3 separate regions of the Mus musculus genome follow, and all the other regions are linked to region 2. A link is a contact called in public ChIA-PET and HiChIP or PLAC-seq data. All regions are on one chromosome and are shown on one strand. Each heading gives the region's core, a stretch centred on a gene start, on an enhancer-like site or on the middle of the called end of the contact. The rest is flanking DNA. Distances are from core to core; before and after follow the strand shown.

Evidence for each region. ChIA-PET counts read pairs in DNA pulled down with a chosen protein or histone mark. HiChIP or PLAC-seq counts read pairs in DNA pulled down with a chosen protein or histone mark.
Region 1: an H3K4me3 HiChIP or PLAC-seq map of bone marrow-derived macrophages shows a contact between it and region 2, with 4 times the contacts expected there. The contact joins two enhancer-like sites. A contact is called at or near these places in 2 of 115 datasets of contacts at active chromatin or transcription factors (bone marrow-derived macrophages and embryonic stem cells).
Region 3: a contact with region 2 is called in an RNA polymerase II ChIA-PET map of memory CD8 T cells, with 8 read pairs. The contact joins two enhancer-like sites. A contact is called at or near these places in 3 of 39 promoter capture datasets (hippocampal neurons and liver) and 2 of 115 datasets of contacts at active chromatin or transcription factors (bone marrow-derived macrophages and memory CD8 T cells).

The regions. Positions count from the first base shown.
Region 1 is chr4:133,903,505-133,907,763 of GRCm38.p6, reverse strand. No RefSeq gene overlaps it. Among named protein-coding and RNA genes, the nearest start is that of Rps6ka1, 18 kb to the right of the region's middle. Within about 2 kb of position 2,378, at least 31 of the 459 cell types and tissues checked have an H3K27ac peak or open chromatin away from gene starts, as enhancers often do. A contact at or near this core is called in bone marrow-derived macrophages, where this site is marked.
Region 2 is chr4:134,361,064-134,364,902 of GRCm38.p6, reverse strand. It overlaps Extl1 (exostosin-like glycosyltransferase 1), which reads left to right. Exons shown (of 11, transcript NM_019578.2): 2 at 1-5; 3 at 215-322; 4 at 1,701-1,820; 5 at 2,188-2,320; 6 at 2,496-2,602. Among named protein-coding and RNA genes, the nearest start is that of Extl1, 9.6 kb to the left of the region's middle. Within about 2 kb of position 2,277, at least 115 of the 459 cell types and tissues checked have an H3K27ac peak or open chromatin away from gene starts, as enhancers often do. A contact at or near this core is called in bone marrow-derived macrophages and memory CD8 T cells, where this site is marked.
Region 3 is chr4:134,748,711-134,753,111 of GRCm38.p6, reverse strand. Ldlrap1 (low density lipoprotein receptor adaptor protein 1) reads left to right here. Exons shown (of 9, transcript NM_145554.2): 5 at 2,658-2,730; 6 at 3,070-3,153; 7 at 3,645-3,775. Among named protein-coding and RNA genes, the nearest start is that of Ldlrap1, 17 kb to the left of the region's middle. Within about 2 kb of position 2,606, at least 104 of the 459 cell types and tissues checked have an H3K27ac peak or open chromatin away from gene starts, as enhancers often do. A contact at or near this core is called in bone marrow-derived macrophages and memory CD8 T cells, where this site is marked.

The DNA of each region.
Region 1 (4,259 bases), core at 1,129-3,628, 460 kb after region 2:
CTCTAAAAATTTATTTTTTTTCTTTTAGTGTGTATGAATGTTTGCCTGCATGCATGTAATTGTATTGTGTGCATGCCACGTGCCTGTGGAGGTCAGGAAAGGGTGTCAAATGCTCTGAAATGAGAGTTACAGACAGTTGTGAACCACCACATACACACTCCTAAGCACACCCACTCATCTGCACGCAAACTTCTACACACACACCCATGCATATGCATAAATAATAAATACATTTAATTATTTTTAGAAGAAGAAGAGAAAAATAACTGCTGGAGCCAAGCATTGTGGTTCATGTTTGTAATCCTAGTACCTGGGAGACAGAAGCAGGAGGACCAGGAGTTCAAAGTCATCTGTGTTGGTATAGCAACGGATCTGTCCTCGCCCAGCCCCCCCCCCCCCCCAAGCCACCAAATACACACAAAAGAGAAACCCAGAGAAGCTTGCTGCTTTGCCGGTTCTCAGTTTTGTGGTCAGGGGGGACTCTTCCTGCCCTCTTTGCTTCCATTGCAAAAATGCAGAACTTCTCTGTTTCTTAATCTGTGTCTTCTTGTAACTTCATTTTATTCTTAAAGACAGGATCTCTCTGTGTTGCCTTAGCTATCCTGTAACTCACTCTGTAGACGAGGCTGGCCTCCAACTCACAGAGATGCACCTACCTGCCTCTGCCTCCTGAGTGCTGGGATCAAAGGTGTGGGCCAACACTGCCAGGCTTCTAATTTCCTTTCTTATTTTTAAAATTCTTTTCCATTTTTGTTATGGGTCTGTGTACACGAGTGTGGGTGCCCAAGGAGCCCAGAGGTGTCAATCTCCCTGGAACTGGGGTGACAGGCAGTAGTTATAAACTGCCTGATGTGGTGCCAGGAACCAAACTTTCAGATCCTCTGTAGGAGCAGTAGCTACTCTTAACCGCCGAGCCCTCTCTCGGCCCTTGTTCCAATTTCTTACTGACTTTTGACTTTTAGTTTGTTCTTTTGTTTTTTTGTTTTAACTTTTTTTTTTAAAGATTTTATTTAATTAAAGTATATGAGTACGCCTGGAGTGGTGGCATGCCTTTAATCCCAGCACTTGGGAGTGCTGCAGAGGCAGGCAGATTTCTGAGTTGGAGGCCAGCCTGGTCTACAGAGTGAGTTCCAGGACAGCCAGGGCTACACAGAGAAAAAAACCCTGTCTCGAAAACCAAAAAAAAAAAAAAAAAAAAAGTATATGAGTACAATGTCATGTCTTCAGGTGCACCAGAAGAGGGCATCAGATCCCATTACAGATGATTGTGAGACACCTTGTGGTTGCTGTGAATTGAACTCAGGACCTCTGGAAGAGCAGCAGTCAGTGTTCTTAACCGCCGAGCCATCTCTCCAGCCCCTTAATTTTTTTTTTTTTATTTTTATACGTTTTCTTTTTAAAGATTTATTTATTTCATGTATGTGGGTACACTGTCGCTGTCTTCAGACACACCAGAAGAGGGCATCAGATCCCATTACAAGTAGTTGTGAGCCATCATGTGGTTGCTGAGAATTGAACTCAGGACCTCTGGAAGAGCAGTCAGTGCTCTTAACCACGGAGCCATCTCTCCAGGCCAACTTCCAACTTTTAGTTTGTTTTTTTGTTTGTTTGGTTGGTTGGTTGGTTGGTTAGTTGGTTGGTTTTGGTTTTTTGAGACAGGGTTTCCCTGGCTGTCCTGGAACTCACTCTGTAGACCAGGCTGGCCTCGAACTCAGAAATCCGCCTGCCTCTGCCTCCCAAGTGGTGGGATTAAAGGTGTGCGCCACCACTGCCCGGCCTACATTTAGTTTTAAAAACCTTTTTTCCTGTAGAAAATGTCTGGTGTCCTCAGCCTGTAATCCCAGCACCTCAGGTGTTGAGACAAGAGGGTTGCAAACCCAAGTCCAGCCTGGGCACAGAATGAGTTCGGAGGTCAGCCTTGGCATCTCAGTAGAACCCTGTCTTAAACTAAGAAGAGGCTGTCCAGCTCAGAGGGCAGTGTGCTCCTCTGCTGTCACAGGTCTTCACTGTCAATTTGACTGGCTTTAGAATCTCCTAGGAGACCCACCCATGGGTGTGTTTATGCGGGCATTTCCAGAGACCTTTCACTTAGGAGGGAAGACCCTCTTTGATGTAGTGACACAAAGGAAAAGAGAAGATAAAATGCTACCAGCATCATCTCTCCCCACCACTCCCCATCCCCCCACCTATGTCACCCCCATTGTCACTTGCTATGCCACCTATTCCCCCACCCCATCCCCTACCCATTCCACCCACAAACCCCACCTCCCCACACCACTCCCCCCACCACCAGAAACCCCCCACATCTCTACCCCCACGTCCCTCTCCTCCTTCCTCCCTCCTTCCTCCTCTGTCCACCACTTCCTCACTGCAGACACTGTGCAACCAGCTAGCTGCCCAGAGCTCTTCCGGCTGGCTGTACCCTTCAATCAGCATCTTGTGAACCATGAGCCAGCAGACGCTCGCTCGCCATTAAATTGCTTTTTGCTAGTTCCTCGGCCATGGGAATAAGATGTAACTAATCTAGAGTGCTTGAGGCCCTCAGCTCAGTACCCCGTGCTGGGAGAGAAAAATGTCAACATCCCATCACATTAAAGAAAACTTAATCATTTGCCTCTCACCTTCAATAAGTATGAACATTTTTGCAAAATTTTTTCCCCTTTTGGGACTAAAATCTCTACAGGTCTGCAAAAAGAAAAATCAAAAGATTTTCCCAACCTCCTACTTGTCTCCTCTTTTATTTTAAAAAGTATCATTAGTGCTAGCAATATTTCAGGGTCTCACATAGCCAAGTGCTCTTAACCACTGAGCCCTCTCCCCAGCCCTCCCCACCCACTTTTACACGAGAGCTCCAACAATCAATCTAACTCAGCTCCCCGAGCTTGCTCTACCAGCTGAGCCATCTCACTTTTTATTTGTTCCCAGTGCTCTTTACTTGTGGAAACACCGAGGATTTGTCCCATCAGAGTTGCCATACTGTAGAAAATTTGTTGTTTCCTAGAAGTGTAGTTAAACTTGCTCTTGTGCCTTAGATTTCCAGTAAACGAAAAGTCATTTCCAGAGACTTGGTTAGAGGGGTTTAATGTGTTTGGCAACAGTACTTCATCGGCCACCGTCATCTGCACTTCAAGTGCTGTTTGTCATTTGTTTTCCAGACAGGCTGGATGGATTCTAGCCTGGCCTCAGACTCCCCTTAGAGGAGAGGATGACCTTGTATTCCGATCCTCTCGCCTCCACCTGCTGAGGGCTGGGGTTGTAGGTGAACACCACCATTCCCATTTGATTCAGTACCAGGGATAGAAGCCAGGGCCTCCTGCGTGCTAAGCAGCACTGTGACATCTGAACTGAATCTCCAGCTCGGTACACCCAATATTACAGCAAATCTGAAGTGCGTAATGTTTTAGCTGACATATTCTATTAGCTGACTAATCTGAGGCCTTATTGATCTCTTCCTTATAGAAGTCTCCGTCGGCCTTTCCCCTATTGGCTTTGCCGTCCACTAATGAGTCATTATGTTGTTAGGCATTGCCAAATGGTGATTTTTCTTACTCACGTTGCACTCATTACCTGGATAATTCTTCCATAAAAATGAACTTGTCCTAAGTATTTTATTCTCATGAAATACAGTTTATACAAGACAGGAAATGCTTCCTTCTTCGTGGCCATTTTTGTTTGTTTGTTTGTTTGTTTGTTTGTTTTTGCTTTGAGACAGTTAATAGGTTTTTCTCCACCAACGAGATAAGCTAATTCAAGCCAAATAGAGAGTAAAAAGGCAGGTTTATTTGGGGGCAGCTCACGGGCAGGTTCATGGGTTCCAAGAAATGGGGCTAACGCAGGTGGTGAGCTGGGGGTAGATTCCTCTGGTCTTCGGTCAAGAGCTGGGGCAGAAGTTAGACAGATTCACCCTGAACTTCCCGTGAGGTTCTGGGAAGGTCACCCTACAGCTCTGCACCATGCCCAAGTGGAGGGCAGAGGTGTCGGGGTGGGGAGGGGGTGGTATGGCCAGTGGGTGAGGAGGTCCCCACCATGGTACTGCCATTGGATATGTTCAGGAAACAAAGTTAGCTTGTTCTGAGCTGGGAAAGTCCCTTTTTGAGTTCCCTTCACATCTGAGGGCACTGGCAATTGTCTATGTCACCGAGGGGCCATGGGAAGCCTGGCTTGGTGCCAGCTTTGTCACAAACCCACTGTGTACATTGTAAGCTTCTTCCTCTCTGGGATTTAAGAGTCTTCCGTTTGTAAGATGGCCTACGTGAAAG
Region 2 (3,839 bases), core at 1,028-3,527:
TTCAGGTACACCCCAATCTGGATATTCCCCAGCCTCAGTACCTCTGCCCTTGCACTGGCAGGAGATTCTGGGCACATGCACATAGGAAGGGGGTTCCCTGTACCCCCAAATACTCCTCTTTGTCCTTTCCCTTAACAGGGGGGCTGATGGTGGCCTGGGGTGGTGGTGAATGTGTGCAAGCGCTGGGCTCCCCAATGACTGCCCTGCCCCCCAGGCCGGCTGCATCCCCGTGCTCCTCAGCCCCCGCTGGGAGCTGCCTTTCTCTGAAGTCATCGACTGGACCAAGGCAGCCATCATTGCTGATGAGAGACTCCCACTGCAGGTAGCTCAGGGTCTGTGTCATGGTGGGGGGGGGGAATGTCAGGGGAGGGACCCCAGGATCTCGGCCCCCTTCTAGTAGTCATTCTTATACCTATTGCTTCCCTCTAGGGCAGTCATAGATGTAGTTGAAGGGAAGGCTCTAGAGGGTGCTGAGAGCAAGTTCTGAACCACTTTCTTCCTTGGTTTTCCCATCTGTATAATGGGATAAGTTAGATCTCTAGGGATCATCTGAAAGTAAACAGATAAGATGCCATGTCTCTTCCATCTGATGAAATGAATGTTGCCCAGGCCAGAAGCATCTCTGTGAGCAGCTGTGAGAAATCTGGGGAGCTGGGTGGAGAGAGGCAGGAAAGAGAGCAACGGCCATGCTTTAACTGGGGGCCACACCTACAATCCCAATACTAGGGTGTGGTGGGGGGGGCAGGAGATCAGGAGTTCAAGGTCATTTTCAACTACATAGCAAGTTTGAGACCAGCCTGGGATCCTCACAAAAAGAAACAGACACAGGAACATGGGCACGCGCGCGCGCACGCACGCGCACACACACACACACACACACTCTCAGAGAGTCTCCACCAAATGGACATTTCTAGTTGAGTCTTTACAACCACATGTGAGGGAGATGGTTTAATGCACCCATTCCACAGACATAGAAACTGAGGCCAGGAGGCTTTGTAACAGCTACTGTCAACCCCTCTTCATCTTGGTGTTTTAGATAGGGTCTCATCCAAGCTGACCTCAAACTCCCTATGCAGCCCAGAATATCTTGAACTTCTTATCCTCCTGCCTCTAGCTCCTGAATGCTGTGATTACAGGCACGTGTCAATGGTGACAGTTGAGGTGGTGCTGGGGATCAAGCCCAGGGCTTTGTCCACCCTGTGCTGTGTTGGCTCTTTGTCAACCGAGCCACATCCCCAGCCACTCCTACCTTTTCTTTTCTTTTCTTTTCTTTTTAAGATTTATTTTATTATATATAAGTACACTGTAGTTGTCTTCAGACACTCCAGAAGAGAGAGAGACAGATCTGGTTACAGGTGGTTGTGAGCCATCATGTGGTTGCTGGGATTTGAACTCAAGACCTCCGGAAGAGCAGTCAGTGCTCTTAACCGCTGAGCCATCTCTCCAGCCCCACTCCTACCTTTTCTGTTTTGTTTTATTCTCTATGTAGCCCAAGCTGGTCTTGAGCTTAAGATCCCCCTGTCTCAGCCTCCTACATGCTAGGATTTACAGGTATGTGTCACCTCAGTGTCACTTAAAACCAGCTGTGTGACCCTGAACACAGGGTACACATCACTAGAAGCTTCCAGACTCCGGAGCTCTGGGTCGGGCTTTCTCCTAACGGGAGTCTCCTCTCTTCTTCCCTCCCTCTGTGCCTCCAGGTCCTGGCTGCCCTCCGTGAAATGCTCCCTTCGAGGGTCCTCGCCCTGCGCCAGCAGACCCAGTTTCTGTGGACCGCTTACTTCTCCTCGGTGGAAAAAGTTATCCATACCACCCTAGAGGTGAGGGGGGTGGTTCACCCGCTGTGCCCGAGAGAATGGCAGGACCCCACAGTTTTGTCTGTGTGAATGAGGAAAAGAAGAAAAGCCATGACTGTCACCTGATTCCCACTCCGGAAGTCACCGCTTCTGGTCTCTGGCTACTCAATTAGGGCTCTGTGCCCAAGTCTCTCTTCTAGAAGCCTGAAGGGAAAGTGCAGGGCTAAATGCCCCTAGTAGTCATCTCCGCCCACATCCTTCTCTTTAGGCCCCGCCTCTCCTCAGGCCCCGCCTCTCAGGGTCTGCCCTTCCTCAGGTCCCATCCACAAGCTGCTGTCTGAACCCCACACACTAGCCACTCCCCCCTGTGAGCCACATCCTCTTTCCACAGATTATTCAGGACCGGATCTGGGGTGCATCAGGTCACCCCTCACTGATGTGGAATAGCCCCCCGGGAGCACTCTTGGCGCTGCCCACATTTTCCACGAGCCTTCAAGACTTCCCCTTTTATCATCTGCAACTGGGTACGTCCTGGGCATCGGACAACTTGAGGTAACCCCAGCTTTCCCCAGATGAAGTCTCCAACTTCATCTGCAGACTCTCAGACTCCATCTCTTCTGGTTCTTTGGGGTTCCCCAGCAAAGGTCGCTATCCAAAGGGTTCCACCTCCCTCCTAACACCCGTGTCTCCTTTCTCCAGGCTCTGGCCCTGGGAGCAGTTTCAGCGCCGTGATCTGGGTGGGAGCCTCTGGAGAGTCCCTGCTGAAGCTCATCCAGGAGGTGGCAGGTTCTCGGCACTGTGCCCAGGTCTGCCTCGCTGAAGGCCGGGGTTCTGGGATCCGGGGTGAATGCAGAGCAGAGCAAGGGCCTAGATGACCACACAGCCGGGGGAAGGCACAGGGACTGTTTCTAAAGATTCTTGCTGACTTCAAGTCTCAGGTTTCTTGTTCTTTTTCCAAACACCATCAGAATTGGTGAAGCCCTTGGAGAGCTGGTGCCTCATGGTGAGGCTGGAGAAAGAAGCATTCATTCATTCATTCATTCATTCATTCATTCATTCATTCTCTCACTCAGTGGTCACTTTGGGGCCAGGCCTGGGGCTTCCAATGCTGAGGACCAGAGGACAGGCAGGAGAGGAGTCCTCTCCTTGATTCATACTGCCAGCGGTTCCTAGTACCAACACCGCCCAGTCTCACTTCCAGAGAACACAGGTTGCCTGCTAGGTATGGTCGCTCCTGTTTGTAATTCTAGCCCTTGAGCTGAGGCAGGAGAAATTCCGAGAGTTAGAGGCAGGCTAGCCTCGGGCCACATGGCAAGATAAGGCCAGCCAAGATCACACAAGAAGATCCCGCCTCAAAAGCAATAAAACAAAAGAAAATAAAACAACAAACAAAAACAGGGCTGGAGAAATGGCTCATTGGTTAAAACTACTGCTATCTTGGGGAACCCAGGTTCAGCTCCCAACACCCACATGATGGCTCACAACCACCCGTGACTCCACTTCCAAGCAATCAGGTACCTCTTCGTACCTCTGAGGGAACCAGACAGGCATGTGGCTCACAGATTTGCAGGCAAAAACATTCACGCACATAAAGTGACTATCAATCAAAATAACTACTCCTCCCACCCCCAGGAGAATACAGGTGGCTCTCAGAGGAAGTTGCTAGGCCAAGGTGCAGAGGGAACCTCTGCAGATGAGGTGTGGGCTGAGCAGAGCAGGAAATGACAAGGAGAATATAGGCCTCAGAGAGCAGGAGGGGGACTGCGCCTGAAGTCAGAGCCCAGAGCTCAGTGCAGTGACACGTGACTTTAATCACTGCACTCCAGAGGTGGAGGCCGACTGACTAGGAATTCAAGGCCAGTCAGGCTCACAAGGTGTAAGACAGCCAGAGCTACACAGAGAGATCCTGTCTCAAGGGAAAAAAAAAAATCAGAACCCAGTCTAGGACAACTACACACACACACACACACACACACACACACACACACACACACACACAATTTTTTAGATGGTTTTATTATTTAATCCTGGTTAGTCCTGAAC
Region 3 (4,401 bases), core at 1,357-3,856, 390 kb before region 2:
AGCCAGCTACCTCGCTGCTGTGGCTAACGGAGCTGCATGGGATGGGGGCAGGACTCTTGCTGGACACCCAACTGTTGATTGTCTGCACGGCCTGGCTGTGATGTGTCTTCCACCCATCTCTACCTTTTGTCACCCAGGGTTCCCAAGTCACTCTGGTGTGTTATAGTTAGCTCTCAGGTTGCAAGGCATAGCACTGAGGGTCAACAGAGTGGATGGCCTGTAGGCCTAAGATTTCCTGATTATCTGAAGGGTTTGCAGGGATGAGTTGGCACCCTTGGCTCTGTCCTCCCTGTTGGCAGTTGTCGCCAGTCAGTGGACCGTGCTCTGCTGAGTCTGTGGAGGAGGGACTGGGTTTGACACTGAGTTCAGGACTTGGCTCTAGGGTGGAGGTTTTTGGATCTAGAGGTCAGGGAGCTGCCTGGAGACTGGAGCCTTAAAGGATGAATAGAGTAGTGACCAGGAAGGAGTGTGCCAGGCTGAGGGGAGAGATGTGAGGAAGGAGTGCAGCTAGCTTACGGATTGGGTGTGCAAAGGGTGTGCAAAAGCCTAACTTGATGTGGGCCTGAGGACCCCATCAGGGAGCCAGGCAGCGGCACGGTGCGGAACCCGGGGTGCAAAAGTGGTCCTCCTTGAGTTTTTACCTCTCCTTGCCGGCCAAGCAAGAAGGTTGGGCAGGGGTCCCTTCTGGGTCCCTCACAGCCCAGCCCAAGACCTCCCTTCCCTGGTCTCGTTTGGGCATGACCAGAGCATCAGTGTGAGGAAGTGGTTCGGTGTGCTCAGGTAAGAAGCCTCAGCTCTGCGAGCGAGCGCGGCCTCTATGCTCAGAAGGGGAGGAGTTTAGGCTCACCACGTAGGCATAGGCTGGGACACCCCAGTTCTGTCTGGCCAAGGGACAGAGCTGTTTCCTCCACGTAGACCTTAGTATTCTTTGTACAGAAGTTAACGTGGGAGCCAGGTAAACCCTGGCAGGGCTGATAGTGAGCACAGGGCGTGTGTATGCTGCATGCCTGCCCCTCTTTGACTTATTGATGAGGCCTGCTTCTGGGGAGCAAGATAAGGATGTGGACAGTTGGGCCAAGTGGAATCTTCTGGCTAATAAGACAGACAGATCTACAGCAGAGGTCCCAGGAGGGCAGCACAGTGGCCTGGGGAATACAGGTCTTCCCTCTGGGTGTTCCCGTGACACATCGATGGGGAGGGGTCCCTGGGAAAGCAGGTCACCCCCAGGCCTTCCCAGCCCAGCCCTGCAGCTACCTGCCCTTATTGCTTCACATTTCAGCTCCGGTTACATGTTTACTACGACTTACTGTACCCGGCAGAGGGGCAGGAAGGCAAATGAACCAGATTTATGTAAACAGCATAAACCTCTGTCCCCGGGTTACTGCAGGTAGACATAATGGCGTTTCCGTAGCCGTGCCACATGGGTGACCAGCCCTTGCTCCAGAGTATAGTGCTCTGACTTGGGCTGGTAATTAGCCCATATTTTTAGTTCATGGGCAATTCTCAATGGTAACTGGGTCTATTAAACTCGATTCAGACGTGACAGCTTAAATTGTAAACAGCTGTGAAGAGTTTCATACTTAATTACCATATTTAAGTTTTACCATAAAGCATCCGTACTTCCTTCAAAAATGTAAATGACGGAGACATTCAAATGAGATTTTATACTTTGTGAGGTTTAATTGGCGCAGATCAGTCCGTTTGGAGAGTTCAAAAAAATTTTTTTTAAAAGAGTTTTGAAGGCGGTGGCCACAAATTTATTTCTCAATTAAATCGAGTTGTCTGGTGGAAGCTGCTCAACACTGAGCTTGTTCTGCAATTGAAGGAGTGTGGTGCCCTTCCCTGCACTCCCAGCGCCGAGCCGGTTACCACAGGATGGGGCTAACAGGAGACTGTAGCCCCAATCAGGACCTTAGACACCATCGCTGTCACTTGAGGGCTCTGTCTGAGCTGTGGTTCTCTCCTCGATTGTAGGAAACATACACATTGGGATGTAAGCCTATGAGATAGAGACACTTCCACCAGCAGATTCCAGAGGGAGGTGGGCAGGTCTGTAAAGCCCTGTGTTGGTGACAGAGGTGGCGCCAAGGCACCCGCTCATAGGCTGGTCATGTGCTAGATGGCTTTTGTTCCTAACCCTTGCCAGCATCTCGATTGTGCTACCTCCTACTTTGCTGGGGGGGGGGGTGTCAGTTTTCAGCGGCTGGCACCCCCAAATGCCCTGTAACCCTGAATAGTGGGACTTCCACTATTCATTAGTAGTTCATTCAAGTATGGTTAGGCTCTTCGCCTCCTGTCTTCTGCTACCTGGTCCAAGAGTTCTGTGAGTGTAGGGAATCCTCAGATAACCCAGGAGGACTTCCCAGAAGAAGTAGCCCTCACAGTTGGTTTAGGTATGCCTGAAGAGGCAGGTGGTGAGCAGCCATTGTTGGAGGGACTGGACAGGAAGTGCTTCAGTAGGTTTCAGCTGCCTCTCCAGGCTGTGGCTTCATTATGCCCTAGGCTGTTTGTGGGAAATGAGAGAGCTAGGCCCCTGCCCCCTTCCCTCAGCCTTTCGGAGCTTGGCATGGGGTGGGCACCCCCTCAGCCCTCCAGTTCATACTTGCTTTTGCTGGCTGACACTGCACCCATCCCCACCCCCATTTCCTGTTTTTCAGGCCCAAGCCGTCACCCTGACTGTAGCCCAAGCCTTCAAAGTTGCCTTTGAGTTTTGGCAGGTGTCCAAGGAAGGTGAGTCTTCCCCCCCCGGGCACTGTGAGTGATGTGGGAAGGGACAGGTTCCAGGCAGGCGTCAGACCCAGGCTGACCCCACCCTCATCTCGTCCTGGGTTTGTGGTTCTGAACAGGTCCTGTTACTTCTCTAAGCCTCAGTTTCCCCATCTGGACAAAGGCCGTCTTCCCCCTCCTTTAGAGTGTTTGGGTTTAAGGGAACCCTGGAAGGTGTTGCTCCTCTTTGATGGCGACCTCCGCCTGCCTCTGAGCATACTCAGCCTGCCTCCTCCCCAGTGGCTAATTGGAGACGGTGGTGTCTGCTTTAAGGGCTCAGCAGCTCATGCCTTGATCCCACAGAGAAAGAGAAAAGGGAGAAAGCCAACCAGGAAGGAGGAGACGTCCCAGGGACCCGACGGGACAGCACCCCCTCACTGAAAACCTGTGAGTCTTGGGCACCAGGCTTGCCCTCTACCCAGGCCTTCCCTCCTGGACTCTTGCTGTTTCCTGTTCTGTTAAAGTCTGCAACACAAGTGCCTTGTCGGGAGCTAAGAGGTTGCTGTGCTTGCTCGTGCGCGTACCTGGGTGTGCCCTAGGAATACGCACAAGTGCATATGCGCTCCTGTCTGCCTCAGAGCCCGGTAGACATCCCAGCCTACTTGGTGTGCTTTTGTGCATTCAGTTCCTGTTAGGAATTTGCAGGTTCCAGGTCTGCCCTCTGGGGCCACAGGTCCTCTCTAGCAAGCAACTGCCCTGGAGCTCCAGGTGGAACTGGGTCCGGGTGGGGATCCAGGTGATCAGGGTCCTACATCTGGACAAGGTCAGAGTCCGAGAACAAGTCAGGACCAGTATAGTGCAGGAGTACCAGAATGCTTGCAGAGGCCAGAGGGGCTGTACCTCCTTTCTTCCTAATGTCCCCAACTGACTCCCCCTAGTGGTCGCTACCGGGAACCTGCTGGATTTGGAAGAGGTGGCTAAGGCCCCGTTATCTACAGTCAGCGCTAATACCAACAACGTGGACGAGACACCACGGCCTCAGGTCTTGGGCAACAACAGCGTCGTCTGGGTGAGTAGCTCTGTGGCCTGGGCATGGTTTGGGGATCCAGTGAGCTTTAGCCAGGTCTCTGAACGAGCATGGAGTGGTTCCCAGGTCCAGGCCCTGAGACCATGACTTAGAGGCCTCTGGGCGGACTAGACCCAGCACAAAGAACCCAGGCTCTGGGTGGAGTGGCTGAACAATGTCCCCTCTGAAGCCACGGTTGTGTCCTTGACAGGCCTGGTCCCCAGCACAGCCGTCTCCTCACAATACTCTGACTTGGAGTCTGTGGCCCTTCCCACCCTGAGCAGCAAAGGCTCCCTTGTTCTGGGCATGGCAGGTTTGTGCCTGGCATCTTCCCTTCTCAGCTGTCTAAGGGCACAGCCCTGCTGCTGGCTCTCAGGACTCATGGCCTGCGCCTGACCTCTGTGTCAGCTTTTTCTTTCCCTCAGTGAGGACACTGGCCTTCCACAGCATCTCCCAGAGGAACCTGAATGGCTCTTAATTTCAGTTTTCATTTGGGTTTCAGTCGGTTTCAGTCTGTATTATCCCAGTGCATCATAGACAATGCAGATGTTAGCATCCTAGCAGCACTGACGGACCGATTGGACCCTGCTCCAGCATCTGCGGATTCCTTGCTCCATTTGGTCCTGGCT